Regions from separate parts of the Pan troglodytes genome. Here all the other regions are linked to region 1. Evidence: chromatin contacts called from public HiChIP or PLAC-seq data. All regions are on one chromosome and are shown on one strand. The core of a region is the stretch at or near the end of the contact, and the rest is flanking DNA. Distances in the headings are between cores, read along the strand shown. Region 1 holds the start of FER (FER tyrosine kinase). Region 2 holds the start of PJA2 (praja ring finger ubiquitin ligase 2). Region 3 holds the start of LOC112209188.

What was found. HiChIP or PLAC-seq counts read pairs in DNA pulled down with a chosen protein or histone mark.
Region 2: a contact with region 1 is called in an H3K4me3 HiChIP or PLAC-seq map of stem cell-derived excitatory neurons, with 13 times the contacts expected there. The contact joins the promoter of PJA2 here to the promoter of FER in region 1. A contact is called at or near these places in 1 of 7 Hi-C or Micro-C datasets (stem cell-derived neural progenitor cells) and 1 of 1 datasets of contacts at active chromatin or transcription factors (stem cell-derived excitatory neurons).
Region 3: a contact with region 1 is called in an H3K4me3 HiChIP or PLAC-seq map of stem cell-derived excitatory neurons, with 6 times the contacts expected there. The contact joins the promoter of LOC112209188 here to the promoter of FER in region 1. A contact is called at or near these places in 1 of 7 Hi-C or Micro-C datasets (stem cell-derived neural progenitor cells) and 1 of 1 datasets of contacts at active chromatin or transcription factors (stem cell-derived excitatory neurons).

What each region holds. Positions count from the first base shown.
Region 1 is chr4:106,467,863-106,470,562 of NHGRI_mPanTro3-v2.0_pri, reverse strand. FER (FER tyrosine kinase) reads right to left here and starts at 1,413. Exons shown (of 19, transcript XM_063810513.1): 1 at 1,231-1,413.
Region 2 is chr4:107,124,494-107,127,193 of NHGRI_mPanTro3-v2.0_pri, reverse strand. It overlaps PJA2 (praja ring finger ubiquitin ligase 2), which reads left to right and starts at 1,398. Exons shown (of 10, transcript XM_526975.7): 1 at 1,398-1,536.
Region 3 is chr4:107,399,310-107,402,009 of NHGRI_mPanTro3-v2.0_pri, reverse strand. It overlaps LOC112209188, which reads left to right and starts at 1,436. Exons shown (of 1, transcript XM_024356505.3): 1 at 1,436-2,700. The coding sequence starts at 1,436. The coding sequence ends at 1,828. It overlaps MAN2A1 (mannosidase alpha class 2A member 1), which reads right to left and starts at 1,319. Exons shown (of 23, transcript XM_063810525.1): 1 at 660-1,319.

The sequences.
Region 1 (2,700 bases), core at 164-2,663:
CGGGCGGGAGGATGGGCGGATGACCCTGCAGCCAGGGACGGGGGTTGGGGGGGGCGCTGGCTGAGGGCGGAGGAAGAGCCTCGGCACAGCCCCCAACGCCCTGGCCGAATCCCGGGCGCCCCTCTGCGGGCAGGCATTGTTGCCCCCACTCTAGGCTTGCCTTCCCTCCTCTTCCCCCCTCCCCCTGCGTTGCCCCGGGCAACAGCGCCTACCGCCGGCGGCGCGAAACGCACCTACCTAGAACCTGACAAGCCCGAACCCCTCAGACTCCGGAGCCAGTCACCACCCCGCGTCACGGGGGCTGCCACAGCCAATAGGCGCCACTGTCACGAACCTCTGCAACCAATCCCGCTGCACTCCGGTCTCCGGGCACCCTCGAGGCCTCAGCCAATGGGCAAGAGCGGAAGGCGGGCGCAGCCGCCGGGCCCTCAGCCCCCTCCTCCACTACCTCCCAGGAGGCGGGGAGCGGCCGATTGGCCCGGTCCCCGAAGGGGCAGGACTTGGGCCCTAGGCTGGGTGGGCGCACGCTTAGCCCAAGCTGCGGGCCCTGGGAGTGGAGGCGCGGAGCTGCGGTCGCCGCTTTCTGGGCTCGCTCACCAGCCCGGGTGGAGTCCCGAGGTCTGCGCGTTTGTGCCGCTCTCCCCGCCTCGGTAACCTGCTCCTCCCTAGCGGGTGTCCTGGGCTGCCGTGGTGAGATGGGGCCGGAGACGGACGAAGGCGTCACAGGAAACTTTGGGAGGCTCGCCTGGCCGCGGCCGGGAAGTGGCCGGACCGGCGATGATAAGCTGAGGCCGCCTGGAAGGGACCACTCGGCGGGTCGGCAGCCGGAAAGGAATTCGGAGAGTGGGGGCGGAGACGTGATTAAAATGTTAAGTGTGCCCGGAGGGCGCTGGGCGATCCCCGGAGCTGAAATCTCCGGGAAGGGAAGCCGCTTTAGGGCCGCGAGGCCCCCACCCCTAAAATAGGCACTTTTCAGCCTCAGAATTGGTCACTTTTTCCTGTACGTTCCCACGTTTTACTTGCATCTGTTATTAACGTGGATTGCTTTAGAATGGTTTTCAGCAACTCCAGTTTACTCTGAGTCCCTTAAGGACAGGAACTGTCTTTCAATCCTGTACTCCCAGTGCCTGAGCCTGCCTAAAAATGTTAGAAACTCAATGCTGGAATTGTAATGGATGTTTAAAAGCATACAGCAGGTACTGGGAGTGGCCCCCTATAATAAATTCTTACCTCTTCGGGAGTCTAGAATGCGTGGAGAACCCAAACGGGTCTGCTCTTCAGTGATGGCCGTTTCTGAAGCGTCCTTCACCAAAAGAATTTGGTGAAAAATGAGTAATGTGATTATTACTAGGTGATCAGTAACAGTAGGATAGGTATGCGTCATTATTCGAGGGTGTGACCCTCCCATGTTCCTGTAGTAGACTTTTTAAGGCGGTGTTATCTTTTGCATTGGTTGAACCACATAGCGTCAATCCGGTATTTCCCCTCCCTCTCAAAAACTGAGTTACATAGGAGCCAAAGAAGAGTGGTGAATATTTTCTCTAAGCAGGGTTATTTATTTAACCATAGAGAACAGCCCTACACATAGAAAAACATAAATCTTAAGTTGGACTTTTTTTTAAGTCTACTGTTTTAAAGCTAAATAAACAAAAACCAACATAAAAATTTTAAATAAGAGGCTTAATTCTCCCTATTGAAAATGGAGGATGAGATTTCCCGTCCCTTTTTCTCCGAGCATTTGTCTTAGAAAACTTAAGTACTTTCTTAATTGTTAAGTACTTTCTCAACTCTTTGAAATCTGTATAAATCCACTTGAGGACTAGATAGGTCTTGTCAACTGTATGCTCAGGAATGTCTCTGGACCTTTTTTTTTTTTTTTTGAAATGCTGCACATATCAACGGAGTAGCATCCTTCCCTATCTCCCAGTTTCTGTGAGAGAGTAGGAGCGTAACTTCGGTGAGCAACTTGCTCCGTGTTGCAAAACTACCTTCCGTCATAAAGACAGGAGAAGTTTGTTTTTCCTCTGGATAAAACCAATTAACTAACACAGATGGTCACCCCAATTATTAAGTAAAGTTAATGTGACAAATGTCAGGTCCTCTTACTTGAGGACTAGTTATTGTTCAACTTGAAAACGTGTATGTAATGGGTCGTATATACTTGGCTATACAAAAGGGCAAGATTTCTGTCTTTGCAATCTCTTAGCAAATTGCCTGTGATGTGTATCACAGTCTCGTTTAATGCTTATTCAGTACTAAAAGTGTTTTGTCTACTAACGTTTGTGGAGAGGATTTCTGGGTTGGGAGATTTTGGTTTTTAATTATATTTTTCCAACAATGCCTATACCCAGAATGTTGGGATGACAAAGTTAAGGAAAGTAGTTACTTCGGAGTTTTTAAATTGTTCTCTAAAATGATGGTTAATGTTTCATATGTATTTCATAGTGATTGTTAAATGCACAAACTGTGGTTCTGTGAGTAAACTTCTTAAAATAGAAGTTAATTTTCTGTGAACATCAAATGTTATAGTATATGTAATGTCAATAAGAATGAAATGAATGAAAATTTAGTTAGGTAAGGCCAAAATACAACTTTGGAGACTGCTTCATGACTGAATACCTTTCCCAAGAACCTTAGAATTTCTCCACATTTATACAAAGGGAATCAAAATGTAGAAAGATGTGGTTGGTGAATACGTTA
Region 2 (2,700 bases), core at 149-2,648, 660 kb before region 1:
TAATTAAAATATGAATTTGGTTTTTTTTCAAAGAGGTACTTGGATGGTTAAAGTCAGAACTCCTATAGCAACACGTGTAAAGGCAGAGTAATATCAAGCAAGGAATGGTTTTTTGGTAAGAAACGTACTACAGGAGTGGACTGGGATTCAGATTGGATTTCACAAAATGTCTGGCAAATTCTCATAAACCTAAATTTCTACAGTAAATTTTGGGTAATTTATTTCCATCAACAGCAAAAAAAAATTAGTCTCAGTTCACTGGCAAGAGAGTTCGCTGTTGTTAAGGGGACAGCACAAGAAGTGGGGCTCTTAATTCGTGGGGGAGGGGTCGCGATGAATATATCCTGGGCATCGGGCGACGGGTCGGGGGTGGGGAATAAGAGAAGACAGCGGGACTGTAATCAGATAAGCGGACACGTTTCAAGATGAATAAAGAGAATATGTGCAGAACGAAGAAACAGTTTTGTATCACTGACATAATTAACTAAACTGTTACCCAGGTTTAAATTAAGCAAGGTGTCCGGGGACTGCAGCTGTTGTATTTATTTTGGTTGCATGTGATGGGAGCTGTTACTTCCCGGCTTGACAAACAGCCTCAAGATGCAAGCTGGGAGGCTGTGGTCAGCCCAAGGCTATACAGAGGAAAGGCAGGCCTTCTCTGAACCCCGCCCCAGCAGAATAAGAAGCGAGGGGCAAGGGTCAGCGCGGAGAGCGAGGGTGGAAAGCGCCATATAGTGCCCAGGGTCAGGGTGGGTAAACAAGCCCTTCTTCGTTTCATTTTTTTTTTGTCTCGCCGATATCTGAATTGTAACTGAACTTTATGCCAGGAGACCTTAACCTTGTTAATCAGGTTTCCAGTCGAATCAGGATCGATTTTAATGCCTCCATTTTGGTTGTTGCTGTTGGAATTTCCGAAAAAGCCTAACTGCGCCAGTCTTTCTGTTAGTTCTCCACACCCCCCTCCCTTTCCCTGAGACCCCGCCCTTTTCTCTCAGCCCAAACCACAAAAGGCCGCGCAGTTTTAGCTCCTACACGGTGCTCCGCCCCCTCCCCAAACGTCGCAGTACTGCAGGGAAAGGAGGTGGGCTCGGCTGGGGCGGGGGACGGAGTCGGCTTCGTCTTTCCGCTCTTCAGCCAATTGGTGAACTCCCCCTGAGGGAGATGGGGGAGCAGGCTGTAGAGAAGGTCCAAGTATTTTTCCCTTTTTCTGCCACGTCCCAACCATTGACGTGAGCCCACTCCTCAGGTTCTGATTGGGCGTATGCCTTGTCCCCCAGCAGAGACCCTGTAAGCTGATTGGTCATCTCTGCTATGCGGGAGGGGCTTGCGTACTCTCCTCCTTCGCCTCCACCGCGGCGCAAGGGGCGGGACTCACCACCACCGCCTCTGCTTCCGCCGCCGCCACCGCCGCCGCCGCCGCCACAGCCGCCAGCCGCTGCGCGTTCGGCGGGGGAGGAGTTGGAGGCGGAGAAGAAGGCGGTGGTGGCGGGTGGAGGTTCGAGCGCTGTTCTCGCTCCGGAGCCGCTGCACATTTCGGTGAGGGTTTTTTTTTTTTTTTTTTTTCAGTCTGGCTTGTTCCGCTGTCGGGAGTGTGGGGGTCGGGGCGAGGAAATTGCTGCGTTCAGCTCCTCAATTTCTCTGTCTCTAGCTTCGGAAGGAGCGGGGCTTGTCCCTGGCCTGCTGCGCCGGCCATGGTGGGTGGGGTTGATGGCTGTGGGAGGCCTTCTTCGCCTCCTGGGCCCTGTCCAGCCCGGACCCGGGCCGCGCTCCTATCCGGGACGGTCGCGCCCGCCGCCCCCCGACGGATGACATTGGTTGGTATCGGGGTCTTCGCTGCCGCTCTTTCCTGCTGCCTCTTCTGCTGTCCTTGGTGACTTGGCCAAGGACCCCGCTGGCTTTCCCCTACACTCGCCACTGTACAAGAGTTTGCCCCCCAACCAACACCTCACACCCACCTTCTGCGGTTTCCCGTCACCCCGCGTAGAGCGGAACCATCTTACGCCACAGGCCTGCAGCCCCCCTCCCCCGAGGAGCCTTCCGTTGCCGTCGTTCTGCTGGGCGTCTGCATTTTCCCCGATTGTCAGTGAGGCTCGGCACGCAGACACCCCGCTCGAGCCGTAGCAGTCGCTCTACTCCCGGGATCAGCACCTTTCCGCCAGGGCTGCTCTCAGTTAGCGATGTCAGGCCAGAGCTCCTCTTGCAGATGCACCTTTAATTTGTCCTCCCTCAGATGACTGTTAATCATTTTGCGCATATTCAAAATGGTGAGCTTAAAGACGCTCAGACCAAGTTGAAGCAAAGGGGAGGTGGTAAATAGTCGTTTTGCAGGGAGGAGAGTAATCTGAGAGTTCCTTCTCCGGACATTAAAAAAAAAAAAATTTACATCCGCATAGGCGCTTCTTTTCAGTCTGCTGGTTCTGTGAAGTTTAAAATTTTCATTACAGGCTTAATGTATTCTGTTTAATCATGAAATACTTGGTCACATTTCTTTAAAATGGCAGTCACCTTTGCTGAAGGCTACGGATCATTTGAAGTGTATGTGAATAAACCTGAGGATAACAGTAATAAACGTTTAAACTATTTTTCAGTGTTGTAATTGTCTTTTGGGGTTCATGTCATTTTTATATGAGATGACCACTTAATTTTAAAAATTCATTACAGACATGCAAGTTTGATGTACACTTCAACAATATAAATAAC
Region 3 (2,700 bases), core at 187-2,686, 930 kb before region 1:
TGAGCGCCCCACAGCTTTCGGCCGGAGTATAACACGCGCTTCCCCACTCGGTTCCCCCTGTCTGCCACAAACAAACCAGATGTAATAGCTGAAGAATGACGACACTAAAATCAACCTAGAGATTCACATCTAAAAGGGCCGCAACACGAAATAAACTTCTCTCTCTTCAGAGGCAGCGGGGAAGAAAAAGAAAAAAAAAAAGCCTAGGTGGGTTCGGTTTGATCCATTTCCGCGACTCGGTGCGCTCAGGGGGTCTGGGCTGGTGCGGGCGGCTTAACCCTGTGAGAGCCGAGAACGACCCCACCGCGATACGCGGGCCCCGGGCTGGCGGGGGGTGCCTCACGCCGCGCCCGTTCCCCCGCCAGCAGGTGCCCGAAGCCACCCCAACAGGCCGGGTGCGAATGCCGGAACATGGCCACTTTCCTGAGCGGGATGATGCCGCCGCCGCCGCACGCCGCCCAGCACTTTGTTAACTCGGCGCGCCCGGGCGAGGTGGCTCCCAGGAGGTGATCATTGCCGTCCGAGAGCTACAGAGCCCCTGGCCTCGCCCAGCACGGGTGTGGGGCCGCGGCGGGAGGAAGAGGTCGGGTAGCAGCCGCTAACCAGGGGCCCGCACGCCTGGCCCCTCGGAGCCCTGCGCCCCCTTCCCAGGTGCTTACCTGAGGGAAGGAGCCCTCGCGGCGCGGGTTCCTGGGGTAGTCTAAGTGACCCCGGTCCAGCATCAGGTAGAGCGAGAAAATCACCACACAGAAGATCGCACTGCCGAACACGGTGAACTGGCGGCTTAACTTCATTTTCCTCGATAGACTCGGGGCCAGGACACTGTCCTCAGCCAAAGGAGACAGCGCACTGTGGACTCTAGGAAGCAGCCGCCGGAGGCTCCCTTCTCCCGGGCTGCGCGACCTCCGCGCTCTCGGATGCGGATGCGAGTCCCCGCCTTGCTCCGCACCTAGTCTCCGGCGCCACCACACGCCCTTGGCCTTCGCCCTGGCCTGCCGCCCTCTCCGGGGTCGGGCGCCCCTCTCGAGGCGAGACTCGCCGGCAACTGGGAAGGGGGGCCCCCACAAACTTGATCGCAAGCTCAGCGCCGACCTCCGGCAGGGCGCGCGGGGCAGGCGGAGGAGAGGTCGCTGCCCGCACTTCCTGCCACCGCCGCCCCAACTGAGTCGGCAGGAAAAGTTTTCTCGACGAGGGCAGGCGTGTCCTCCTCACCCAGGGGAGGCGCGGGTTCGGCAGCTCCCGGGCCGGGGCCGCGCAGCTAGGTCAGAGAAGCGGAGGGGAAAGGAACAAGATCGCGAGGAGCCAAGCCCTACAACTTCTGGGCGGGACGGTCGGGCCCGCCCCCGCGGCACCGGCACCGGCACCGCCCCCGCCTACCCCGACTGAGCCCCTTCGTGCTGCTGCCGCCGCCGCCGCCGACGCGGCGGCTGGGCCGATGTGCACCCCGGACTCCGGGGCTCACGGATTGATGAGTTTCCTCAACGCTAGCGTCCGCTCGCCAGCCTCTCCCGCCCCCTGCCGCCCCTACCTTCCCCCTCCCAGACCCAGGCTCCGCGGGGAGGCGCAGGGGGCGGGCGGCGGCAACGCGGAAAGAAGGAAAAGGAGAGCAGGGAGGAAAGGACCGTCCCCGGAGAGAAGCCCGCTCCAGCTGCAGCCGCTAGCCCCCTCCCTCTTTCCCGCCCCACAAACGCGGAGATGGCGGCGGAAGCGGCGAAAAGAAGCGCCGGTTCTCCAGCGCCACTTGGCGCTCCAGCACCGCCCGCCACGAGCAGGAGGAGACAGCGGCGGCGCAGCGGCCGCTGGGTCAATAGGCGCCCGCAGCCCCTGAGCCGAGCGGGCGGCTGGCCCCGCCCCCTCCCGACGCTCCGAGATGAGGGGGCGGGCCCCACGGCGCCCAATCACAGCGCGTCGCCCGGCGGGCCCGCCCCGCGCCTGCCTCCCAGTGTCCCGGCGATAGGAAGACCTCACAGGGCTCTTGTGACCTGGCAGGCAGCTTTCTGGGAGTTGAGGCCTTCGGGGGCGTTCAGACGCCAGCACCCCCACGTCCAACAGGGGTTGAGCTTACACCCCACTTCCCTTTGTTGCCCAGGTTTCCTATCCTTGGACACTCGGGCCTGGCGTGCCTGGAAGAGTACTTGGTGAAGGGCTGGAGGAAATGCAAGAGAAGAGGGCTTGCACATTCTCTTCGGGCTCACTATTTCCTCTTTTGGTGACAGCCTGTTAAAACCTGGGGGAAAGGAGACTGACAAAGGGCCGTCCAGGCACATGTAGAAACATCTGACTACGAAATCCATGAGTGTAATCTGAGAAGTGATGCTTCTGTCAGTTATTGATTTATTGCCTCTCAGCTCCAAATTCGCCCTTTTTGACTGCACTGTAAAAACGGATCTGAGCCTTTTAAACAGTTTTTCGTTTGCCTTCTGGGACTGAAGCTTTATCAGTAGAGGGCGCTGAAGAGACATTACAGAAAAAAAGGATTTTGCTTCCTGATTTCTGTGTATTGATAAGCTTTTGCAGCATACCTGGCTTTCTCCACTGCCAAGGTCCTATAGTGCTCAGTAACTAGCAATTTCCTCTCACATGCCCAACTCTAGGAGCTTTGTAGAGGAGGTGAGACACTACGCCAAACTTCCCTGGCACCCTAGAGGCATTTGCAGCAAGTTGCAGAGGGCACATCTTCCACAAGCTTTGCAGACGTAG